Linked DNA regions of Macaca mulatta: all the other regions are linked to region 1. Evidence: chromatin contacts called from public Hi-C data. All regions are on one chromosome and are shown on one strand. Each heading gives the region's core, a stretch centred on a gene start, on an enhancer-like site or on the middle of the called end of the contact. The rest is flanking DNA. Distances are from core to core; before and after follow the strand shown. Region 1 holds the start of ESAM (endothelial cell adhesion molecule). Region 2 holds the start of ROBO3 (roundabout guidance receptor 3). Region 3 holds the start of SPA17 (sperm autoantigenic protein 17).

Region 1 (2,942 bases), core at 311-2,810:
GACAGAGGGTTGCAGATGAGCAGCAGGTGAAGCCTGGGACACTCAGGCAGCCAACTTGAACTGTCCTCTCTCGCTTCAGAGATTCCTCCAGCCCCCACCCCCCGCAAGGAAGGGGGATAGAGTTGGGGTGGAATGCAGAAGGAACAGAGCTGAAGTTGAAGTTGGGAAGGCCGGGATGAGATGTTTGAGGGATCCTGGAGCAGGCCCACCAAGCCCGGAGGGACAGAAGACTACTGCGGGCTTTGGTGTGGCCTGGGGGGCTGTACTTGAGACCCACTTTATCCAAGGACTGTAATATTGCATGCCCCAACAACTGTGGAGCACAGAACAGGCTAAAGGGGACACTGGTGATCCTCATCTCAGTCCTCATCATTGTGGCTGAATTTCACTCTACAGCTTTCCAGGCCTTACTTGTCCTGACATCCTGCAACCTGAGAAATGAGTTAAAGTCAATATAGCTGAACCCACCCTTCACTCCCATTCGAGATCCTTGAAGGGGGATGGCAAGAAAGCTGAGGGATAGCAAGTGAAACAGCTTCAAAGGGCCTAGTCCCGCCGGGTCCTTCTCTCCCAGGTGGAGTTCTGAGCCACCCCAGCTTCAGCTGAAGCCAGCGCCCCTGGAGGCCTCCAACGCTTCCCAAACCCTTGCTCCAAGGAGGTTCCCTTCCTGACCTTTGGCCACCCTCCTCTCAATTTCCCCTCATCCCTTTGGCTCTGGGAACCAATAGGGGTGGTGGGCCTGGAGGAGGGGGGGGGGTCACAATTCTGTTTCTCTGTGCGTTTGAACCCCTCCCCCATTTCCTGTGTCCCAAATGACCTCACGGTCGTCCTTTTGGGGCACCTCCCTTGATTCCCAGGGCAGGAAGCAGGAGGGAGCAAGAGAGAGGATCTGCGCTGGGGAATTGACACAAAGTGCGTGTGTCAAGCCTGGGGACCAGAGGTATTTCCCCGGGGGATCTTCCTCATCAGCTTGTATGTGGGGTCGGGGATGAGAGGGGGCTAGAGTTAAGTCCTTAAGCTCTTTAGCCAGTGTCTCATCTAGCGGCTCAGCTCATCCGGCTCTGCTGGGTGGGGGGTGGGGAGTGGACAGGGTGAGCAACGGTTCCGATAATTCACCCCAGAGGTATCCAGGTCTTTCGAGAGATGCCGTTACCTCCCCCAGCCATCCGCCCCCACACCCAAACTGGGAGCTGTACCCGCCAAAGTGAGAAGTCAGCGCCAGCCAGCGATGCCCTGGAGTGGGATTAGGAGGTCAGGGGAGGAGGGCGAGTCGTGGGACCCAGTTCCGCAGCAGTGGCCAAAGTTCTCCCTCAGGGTCGAACTCACCCCATCCCGCATCCCAAGTCCCCTCCAGGTCCGGGTTTCACTCACCGAGGGCACTCAGCCCCAGGAACAGAAACCGCAGCAAGTTGGTCACCAGGGGCCCCGGGAGGGAAATCATGGTCCTCCCTGGCCCGGACCGAGTCAGAGGCGCCAGCTGCGGGACGCACGGACCCGCAGGTGCCGAGGCTGCGCAGCGGCCGGAGCGTGCGCGGGAGCCGGGTCGCCGACACCCAGGGCGGCTCCAGCCCAAGTCTGCGCGCCTGTGTGCTGGTGGCGGGGTGGGGACCGACGGCGACAGCGGGGCGGGGCATTCGAGGGGGCGGAGAGGTCGCTGTCCTCCCGGGCGGGGCGCGCGGGGTCCGCCGCCCGGGGGCGCCCCCAGCGCGCGGACGGCGGGATCCTGCAGCCTCTTCCAGGTCTGAACGCAGGGAGGGGTGAGGTAAGCTGTGATGCCCCACGAGCCAGCCAGGGAGTGGAGGGGGAAGAGGAGGCTCCAGAACTATCCTGAGCCATAACCTCCCCTTCCGCCGGGGTGGGATAGGAAGGGTGACCAGGAAGGGTGGGAAATTTGGGGACTATCCGAAGTCGGAACCACCCGTAACCCCTGACATGTAAACGCTCCTGGGCTCTGGCTCCAACAACCCGCTCCAAGCTTGGGGGTGCCGCATCCCCGGCCCAATCAGGGCGGCCTTCCTGAAGGAGGAAGAGGGGAGCAGCATTTTCCAGTTGCAGGCAGAGGCCGGAGCGCCAGCCGCGCGGACTCCTTTGTACCGCGGGAATCTGTGGCTTTCCTGGAGGCGGGGGCTGAGCGGCCACCGGAGCGCTGCAGCGAGGGCGACGGCGGAGGCCGCGCGGGAGCCCAGGGCGCGCGGGGAATCTTCACCTGCGGGCAGGAAAAAGCGCTCCGCGAGTTCCGCAGACCCCAACCCAGGCTGGAGGATTACCCCGGCCTGTGCCTCATATTCCGAACAGGGAAGGTTGGCACAAAGTAGTCCCAGGAGCTGAGCGGGAAACTGAGGCAATGTGCATGCTGCTCCCAGCTTAGCCCCTGAAATGAGCGGCGTACAGGCCTGATGTTGACTGGGGAGGAGGGGCGGCTGCGAGAAGGAAGACAGGACAGTCCCTCCGTTTCTTCTTTATACCCCGAATCTTCAGTGCCTCCCATTCCCGCAGTGAAAGGCTCAGGCGCGCGCTGATCCTTTAATTCCCGAGACTAGATCTTGTTCGTTGTGAATTGAATTTAACGCCCCCCTCCCCGCGCCATTCGGTCAAAAGGCACCTCTGCGCCCTCTGGCGGCCGCTGCTCCCTTACAGAAAGGCACGCACCTGTTCTTCCTTTTCTGTCCAACAGCCAAAAAAAAAAAAAAGAAAAAGAAAAAGATGCTTCAAACATCCCAGCACAGCTCAACCACCCAGCAAAGGTCAGTGAGGGCAGAAAGCATAACAACGATTTCCTGGCGCTGCCCGCGGCTGTCTGGGAAGAAAAGCAGCCAGGCCTGCGGGATTCCATTTACTGTACATAGTTCTGTTGTTTTAACAGAGTGTAGTCCCTGGGCCCACACCTCACACAAGGTCTTTTTCTATACAGTGCCCCATTCGCCCTCTCAGCTGCTTCTTCC
Region 2 (2,942 bases), core at 202-2,701, 98 kb after region 1:
CTCATTCCCACCTCCCCCCTTCCCCCACACTCAGTGCTTCCAGCCTTTCTACGTCCCGCCCAGAGCTGCTAGGGTTGGAAGGCACCTAAACACCCATAGTTGGAGGCTCACAAACAGGGGCCTGGACTGATGAAGGAGGCTTGGAAGAAGCCCCCCACCCCTTGCCAACGTCTCGGGTTCCCTTCAACAAGCTCTGCCTGAAATACTTCAATTCTTGATTCTGCTTACTCCCGAGTCTGCGACTGTATAGCACCCATCCCTCTGGGGTCAGAAGCAGTCGCCCCATGAAGTTTGTCTCATCCCGGAGCTGATGGCTGAGCCAGAACTCAGGCACTGACTCTTCAATCAGCAGGGCCTTACCTCAGGTTAGGAATGCCCCGTCCTCTCTCTTTCCTAGACACCCCAAAGCCATCTCCAGTCTACTGGGGGCTCTTCAGGTAGAAAGAACCCCAGAAAAGTCAGAAGCAGACCGCGACTGGAAGTGGGAGGCGAGAGGGGGGTGCATGGTTTTCTTCTCGCCCCCCAGTAAGGACGACTGTTATCAGATTTGAACAGATTTGCACGAATTTTGCATCAATCCCACATGCCTTTACAAAAATAATATTATCTTTGTTTTTATCCTAGAATCCTTGGTTCCATTTCAGTCTCCTCAAAAACGTAAAACAATTTAATAAAAAATGTCAAAGCAGAGTAATGTAAAAGTATTCAAGCACATGACAGTTGCCTGGGTTTGCCTGGCTTTCGGTCTCCTACAGGAACTCCTAGATTAGGGCGTTTGGAGCAGGACTCCCGGGTCAGGGCGCGCCGCACCATCCCCTGGCCTCCAGGCTGCAGAACAGAGGACCAGAGGGCAGAGAGGTGGACCTGTCTTGGAGTTCTCTTCCTGCTCCCAACTCTTGCTGCAAACCACCCCAGTCTCCTGCACTTCCGTCGCCAAATCCCTAGACTTGAGAGGGAATGGAAGTCAGAGCTTTGGCAGCAAGGAGCATTGCTTGCGCTTTGCCTCAGTTTCCATAAGGTTAGGGAAAAGAGAGGACAGACTCCTGTTCTAAAGTTGGGCGGAAGGGCAGAGTTCGACAGAACCTCATCCTTCATCTTAGGTGCTTTGAGAAAGAAGGGACAATCTCTCGCTGCGTCCAGAACAGAATGCTAGACTTGGGGCGCGGGGCGGGGACTCCAACTCGCGTGCCACGCTACTCTAGTCTCCTGCCCGGATAGTGACTGTAGGGGTAGGGGTGGGAGGGTGGAGGGAGGTGGATTAATCCCTTAATTACGCCGTGATCGGCGTAGCACCTGCTTTCCGCCTGCCCAGCTCCCAGGGGACTCCGGCACTGGGGGGTGGAGAGAAGGACGAGAGAAGGAGGAGGGCATGAGGAGGCACCGACCGTACCCAGGCGAGCCGGCAGGAGAGCGGCACCGTGGCTGCCGCAGCGCGCAGAGGCTGTGGAGGGGCTTACGGCACCCGGCCCGCGGGTCTCAGACCCAGGGGCTGGGCCCCGAGCCCCCAGCCCCGATCCCAGCTGGGTCGAACCATGCTGCGCTACCTGCTGAAAACGCTGCTGCAGATGAACTTGTTCGCGGACTCACTGGCCGGGGACATCTCCAACTCCAGCGAGCTACTCTTGGGCTTCAACTCCTCGCTGGCGGCGCTCAACCACACCCTGCTGCCTCCCGGCGATCCCTCACTCAACGGTGAGTCCCTGCCTCTTGGGGATATGGGATCCTGGGATGGGGATGAGGTGAGAGGGCGGCGTGGAAGAGAAGGAGAATCACTCCTGTCCCGAGGTCCAGGATTGAGCGGCGCCTCCCAGCGCCTCCCTGGGTCTTGGGGGCTAAGGGATAATTTGGAGCTTGGAGCACCTGAGTGGGGGTACCCGCGGGAGGTCGAGGGCTTGGGAGAAGATATCTACTGAGTCTTTTTACACCTCCTTCCCTTCCCCTACAACGCCCACCCCAGGTGAGAAGACCGTAGCTGGTGACGGGCAGGGAAGTCCGAGCTAAGAAAGGCCCGGGCCCAGCGCAGGGAGGGCAGAGGAGGGGGCACGGTCTCCCGCCGGCCTCGGCCAAGCCGGGTCACTCGGTGACCCACCCAGGCAGCTGGTCTTCGGAATCCCGAAGTTTCCCAAGAACTCACTTAGGACCAGAGGAAGCCAAAATGCTGGATGTGTTTGCTACGGAGGGGACAGGGGCGGCGATCATTTTAAGGAAACTTAGAAGTTTGTCTTTCAGCGGCGGGACTCTCAGCCGGCCCACCCCGGCAGAGCTGTGGCGGGCGGGCGGAGCTGGCTGCGAGGTCGTTACCGCTAATTACGGCGATTAATAAATGACTGGGACAGCGCGCTCTCCCCTAGCGCCGCGGGGAAGCTGCGGGAGCCGGCCGCCGCCAGCATTCGGAGAGGCCGGAGCGCGCCCCCTGCCTGCAGCATCTGCAACCCCGGCTTTCCCGGGCGCTTTCGCGTGTGGTTCCCTCCAGGTGCACGCGGTCCCCATCCCTCTGCCTCGACCCACTCGAGTCTAGTGACGAGCACTGTGCTGGGGACTCGAAGGTGGAGAGAAAGGAGACCGGGGCAATATGTGTGTGTTTATGTGTAGGACACATCAGGTGCTGAGGGAGGAGCCCCAGAGCCTCATTAGCATGGCCATTAGCTATTCATTAGGCTGCAGTCGAAGCATCTCCTGAGACCGGGAAGGGTAGGGGGAAATTCCAGGGAAAGGGCGCCTGCAGCTGCGTCTACAGGAATTAGGGGGAAAGGACCGACCAGAAGGGTGTGTTCCGTATGGAAGGAGTGGGGAGGAAGACGATGGGGGATGAGCCCGATTCTCCAACCTCTTGACCCTCCTAGATTCCCAGGAGGTTAAGCACAGACCCCTTCTCGCTGGCACCCCGCAGAGTCCCGCTTCTGCTCACTTAGCGCTTTTACAGAGTGTTTTCACCATACTTG
Region 3 (2,942 bases), core at 292-2,791, 88 kb before region 1:
TCTCATGGGTGTTCATTTTATTGTGTTATTGCTACATATAATTTTGTACATCTCAAGTATTACATGGTAAACATGGGCACAGGGAGAATGATTTAAAGGAAAAATGTCAGAATATGCAACCAAGTAGAGTACTAATGAATGAAAAATGTGATCAATGTTAATGAAGGTGATGTAACAATACGACCCAAAGGAGGATAAAATACTGACACTAAAATAAACAGCCTTTAACTGAAAATCTAATAAAATATCTTCTCCCTACCTCATAAGATGGATCTCAAAGGTCACTGAGTGGAGATAAGAGTCAGGAAATGGCATACAGAGTGCTAGCATTTTGCACTTTTGTTAGACTCTAAACAATCATTGATGGCCTGCAGTTTGTCTGAAGCTAGGTACTTTTCTGGCTGTCAGGTAGAGCAGCGTTCATTTTTCTGCAGGCTGTTCTGCCCAAACTTTCATTTCCTAACAGGGATCGCTGGGGTCCACGCTTTGAGAGTTTTTAAAAAGAAAGGAAGAAATCCAACATTATTATCACTTTAGTTTGCATTATCAGACAGATTGTACCTTCTGCTTTCTCCATACTGTGACCCAGTATCCAGCCTAGGGTATTCAAATGGCAAGATCAAGATCTGACCTGCACAACAGCCAAAGCGAGCCAGCATCCTCCCTTATGCCACTCACATTATCTCACCACCAATATCTGTAAGCTGCACCAGAAATCAAAACTGAGCCTTAAATAGTCTGAGCTAGTGAGGGGGTTGTATTTCTTAGCCCTAATAACCACTTAAACGAGTAAAATTTAATTCCCCTAAGGAACCCCGCCTGAAGCAAACCCTCCCCAAGGGCACCACTGAGGGGGTAGCGCTGAAATGTTTTGGAAGATTCAGTCACCTGTTTCCAAATATTATCTAACTAGCTTCCCCTCCTTTCCTCCGAGCTCCCCTGCAGTTACTCCAGGACCCCGAAAGCCTCTTTCTGGGCACATTTGGGCCTCCCCACTAAGACAAACCGCACTTTCTTCCTGCGCACAGGCTGCCTGTTAGGAATGGTGAGTGGGGGTGGAGAAAGTGGAGAGGCCGGGGTCCAACCCAGCAGACCCCTGCAGACCGGGCCTAGGTCAGAGACGCGAGCACCTAGCCTAGCTAGGTTCCTTCGTCGACCTTGAGAAAGGGGCGCGGATCCGTGTCCCCCAGGGGACACGGGGTCTCGGAGCCCGCACAGGCTGAGGGGCAGGGGTCCGGCCGAGCCGGGCCGCCTCACCTGCACTTCGGTCGGCCCACAGGATTAATGGCAGCACCAGCCCGAGTACAAGCCCCGGCGCCACCATGCTTGCAAGGATCCGCCCGCCGCTCGGGACTGGGAAGGTGGGCTCCCGGCGGGGGCGGGGCCTGGGCAGGGGCGGGGCCTGGGCGGGGGTGAGGCCGGCTCCACCCTTTTGCAGTCCTCGGAGCCTCCCGCGACCTCAGGACTGGGCCGTGCGCTCCCCTTCTCGGCCGCCGTAGTTTTGTTTTTTTTTTTTTTTTAAGTAAAAACGGTTACCCAGCAACGAGAAAAACAACCGGAACCGGTGGCACCTGCTTGGAGAGAAAGGAGGTGAGGCCGCTTCCCCACTTCCTCTCCGACACCGAGACCTAGCCTTTTCCCTTCGTCTCTTGTACTCTCTCTGCATCCCAGACACATCCTCGGAGCCCTGGGCCGTTTGGAGCCGAGGCAGCCCATTCTGCACGAATCTGAAATCCCAGGTCCTCAACGTCTGCCCCCCCGCCAGCCCTCCTCTGCCCACATTGGTTCAGAATCTCGCCAGCCCTTTTCACCACCCTAGAATGGTTCGATACCTCTATCTACTGCTCCCTCAGAAAAAGCAAAAGAGAGGAGTCAGGCGTGGTGGCGCGCGCCTGTAATCCCAACTGCTCGGGAGGCTGAGGCGGGAGCATCGCTGGAGCCCAGGAGTTCCAGGCCAGAGACACCGTCTCAAAGGAAAAAAAGAAAAAAGCGATGAAACGAGAACCCTCCATAGTCTCATCAAACCGCCTAGTTCTCCCAACCTGCACCCCTACCACGGCTTCCACCTCTATTCCGCATTGACGCACACTCTCACGTTAACAGGCCAGGTCTTTTCATACTCAGCCAGGTTAACAGGCCAGGTCTTTTCATACTCAGCAGCTCAGCCCACTGCTTAGCAGCTACCCTTAATCTGGCCCTTGTATTGCAAGACAGAGAGACAGCCTAGTCAAGAAGAAACCGGAAAATATAAGAATTCTAAAACTTTAGAGGCTGGGATTTCAAAATCATGGCACACAGCCCCATCCCATCCCATCCCTCCCCTCCCTCACACACACGCAGGCACAACCCCATTCCACAGTACAAAGGTGTTCGAAGCATTGTGGGCCATGCTTCAGAAGTGGCAGCAAAGGGAAAGGTTGTGCAATTTCTTCATTCAACAAATTAATTTCTAGAACCAGGACTAATTTCTACTCTTTAAAAAAAAAAATAGACCTCAAAGAGGGTCTTCTCAGCAATTGATAATGAATTCAATTTAAGTTTTTAACAATCATTCTCTCTAAATTCCTGTGTGATAGCAAAAATTACCCTTACCTTTTGAGAATACAAAGGGTAAAGAGAAAAAGTCATATTGAAAATTATGGGTTTTTTGTAGGGTTTAAAAAAAATGATTTGGCCTAGTGAATGGGTCTGTATTTGTATTTTTCTAATCCATAATGGAGATTTCAAAACCCTTTGGAAGAAATAGATGGACTTGGGTTGTGTTAGAGAAAAAAGAATTCAAGTTAAAAAAATGTGGGTCTCAGAAATAATTTGTTGGCATAGTTGTGATTATAAAAGTAAAATCAGATAAATTTAAAGACAGTATTCTTTAATGAATCTTTAGGTTCCATAGGCAGTTCTTACCAAGAAGATGTCGATTCCATTCTCCAACACCCACTACC

Evidence for each region. Hi-C and Micro-C count contacts between places; a contact is called where the count stands out from the background.
Region 2: a Hi-C map of fetal cortical plate shows a contact between it and region 1, with 1.8 times the contacts expected there. The contact joins the promoter of ROBO3 here to the promoter of ESAM in region 1. A contact is called at or near these places in 2 of 14 Hi-C or Micro-C datasets (fetal cortex germinal zone and fetal cortical plate).
Region 3: a Hi-C map of fetal cortex germinal zone shows a contact between it and region 1, with 3 times the contacts expected there. The contact joins the promoter of SPA17 here to the promoter of ESAM in region 1. A contact is called at or near these places in 5 of 14 Hi-C or Micro-C datasets (CD4 T cells, blood, fetal cortex germinal zone and 2 more).

Annotation. Positions count from the first base shown.
Region 1 is chr14:125,167,615-125,170,556 of T2T-MMU8v2.0, forward strand. It overlaps ESAM (endothelial cell adhesion molecule), which reads right to left and starts at 1,561. Exons shown (of 7, transcript NM_001257484.1): 1 at 1,372-1,561. The coding sequence starts at 1,441. It overlaps LOC114672431 (a long non-coding RNA gene), which reads left to right and starts at 2,528. Exons shown (of 3, transcript XR_003722819.2): 1 at 2,528-2,744.
Region 2 is chr14:125,265,990-125,268,931 of T2T-MMU8v2.0, forward strand. It overlaps ROBO3 (roundabout guidance receptor 3), which reads left to right and starts at 1,452. Exons shown (of 28, transcript XM_015116026.3): 1 at 1,452-1,692. The coding sequence starts at 1,533.
Region 3 is chr14:125,079,408-125,082,349 of T2T-MMU8v2.0, forward strand. SPA17 (sperm autoantigenic protein 17) reads left to right here and starts at 1,542. Exons shown (of 5, transcript NM_001172082.1): 1 at 1,542-1,590; 2 at 2,885-2,942. The coding sequence starts at 2,912. SIAE (sialic acid acetylesterase) reads right to left here and starts at 1,343. Exons shown (of 10, transcript NM_001261504.1): 1 at 1,258-1,343. The coding sequence starts at 1,324.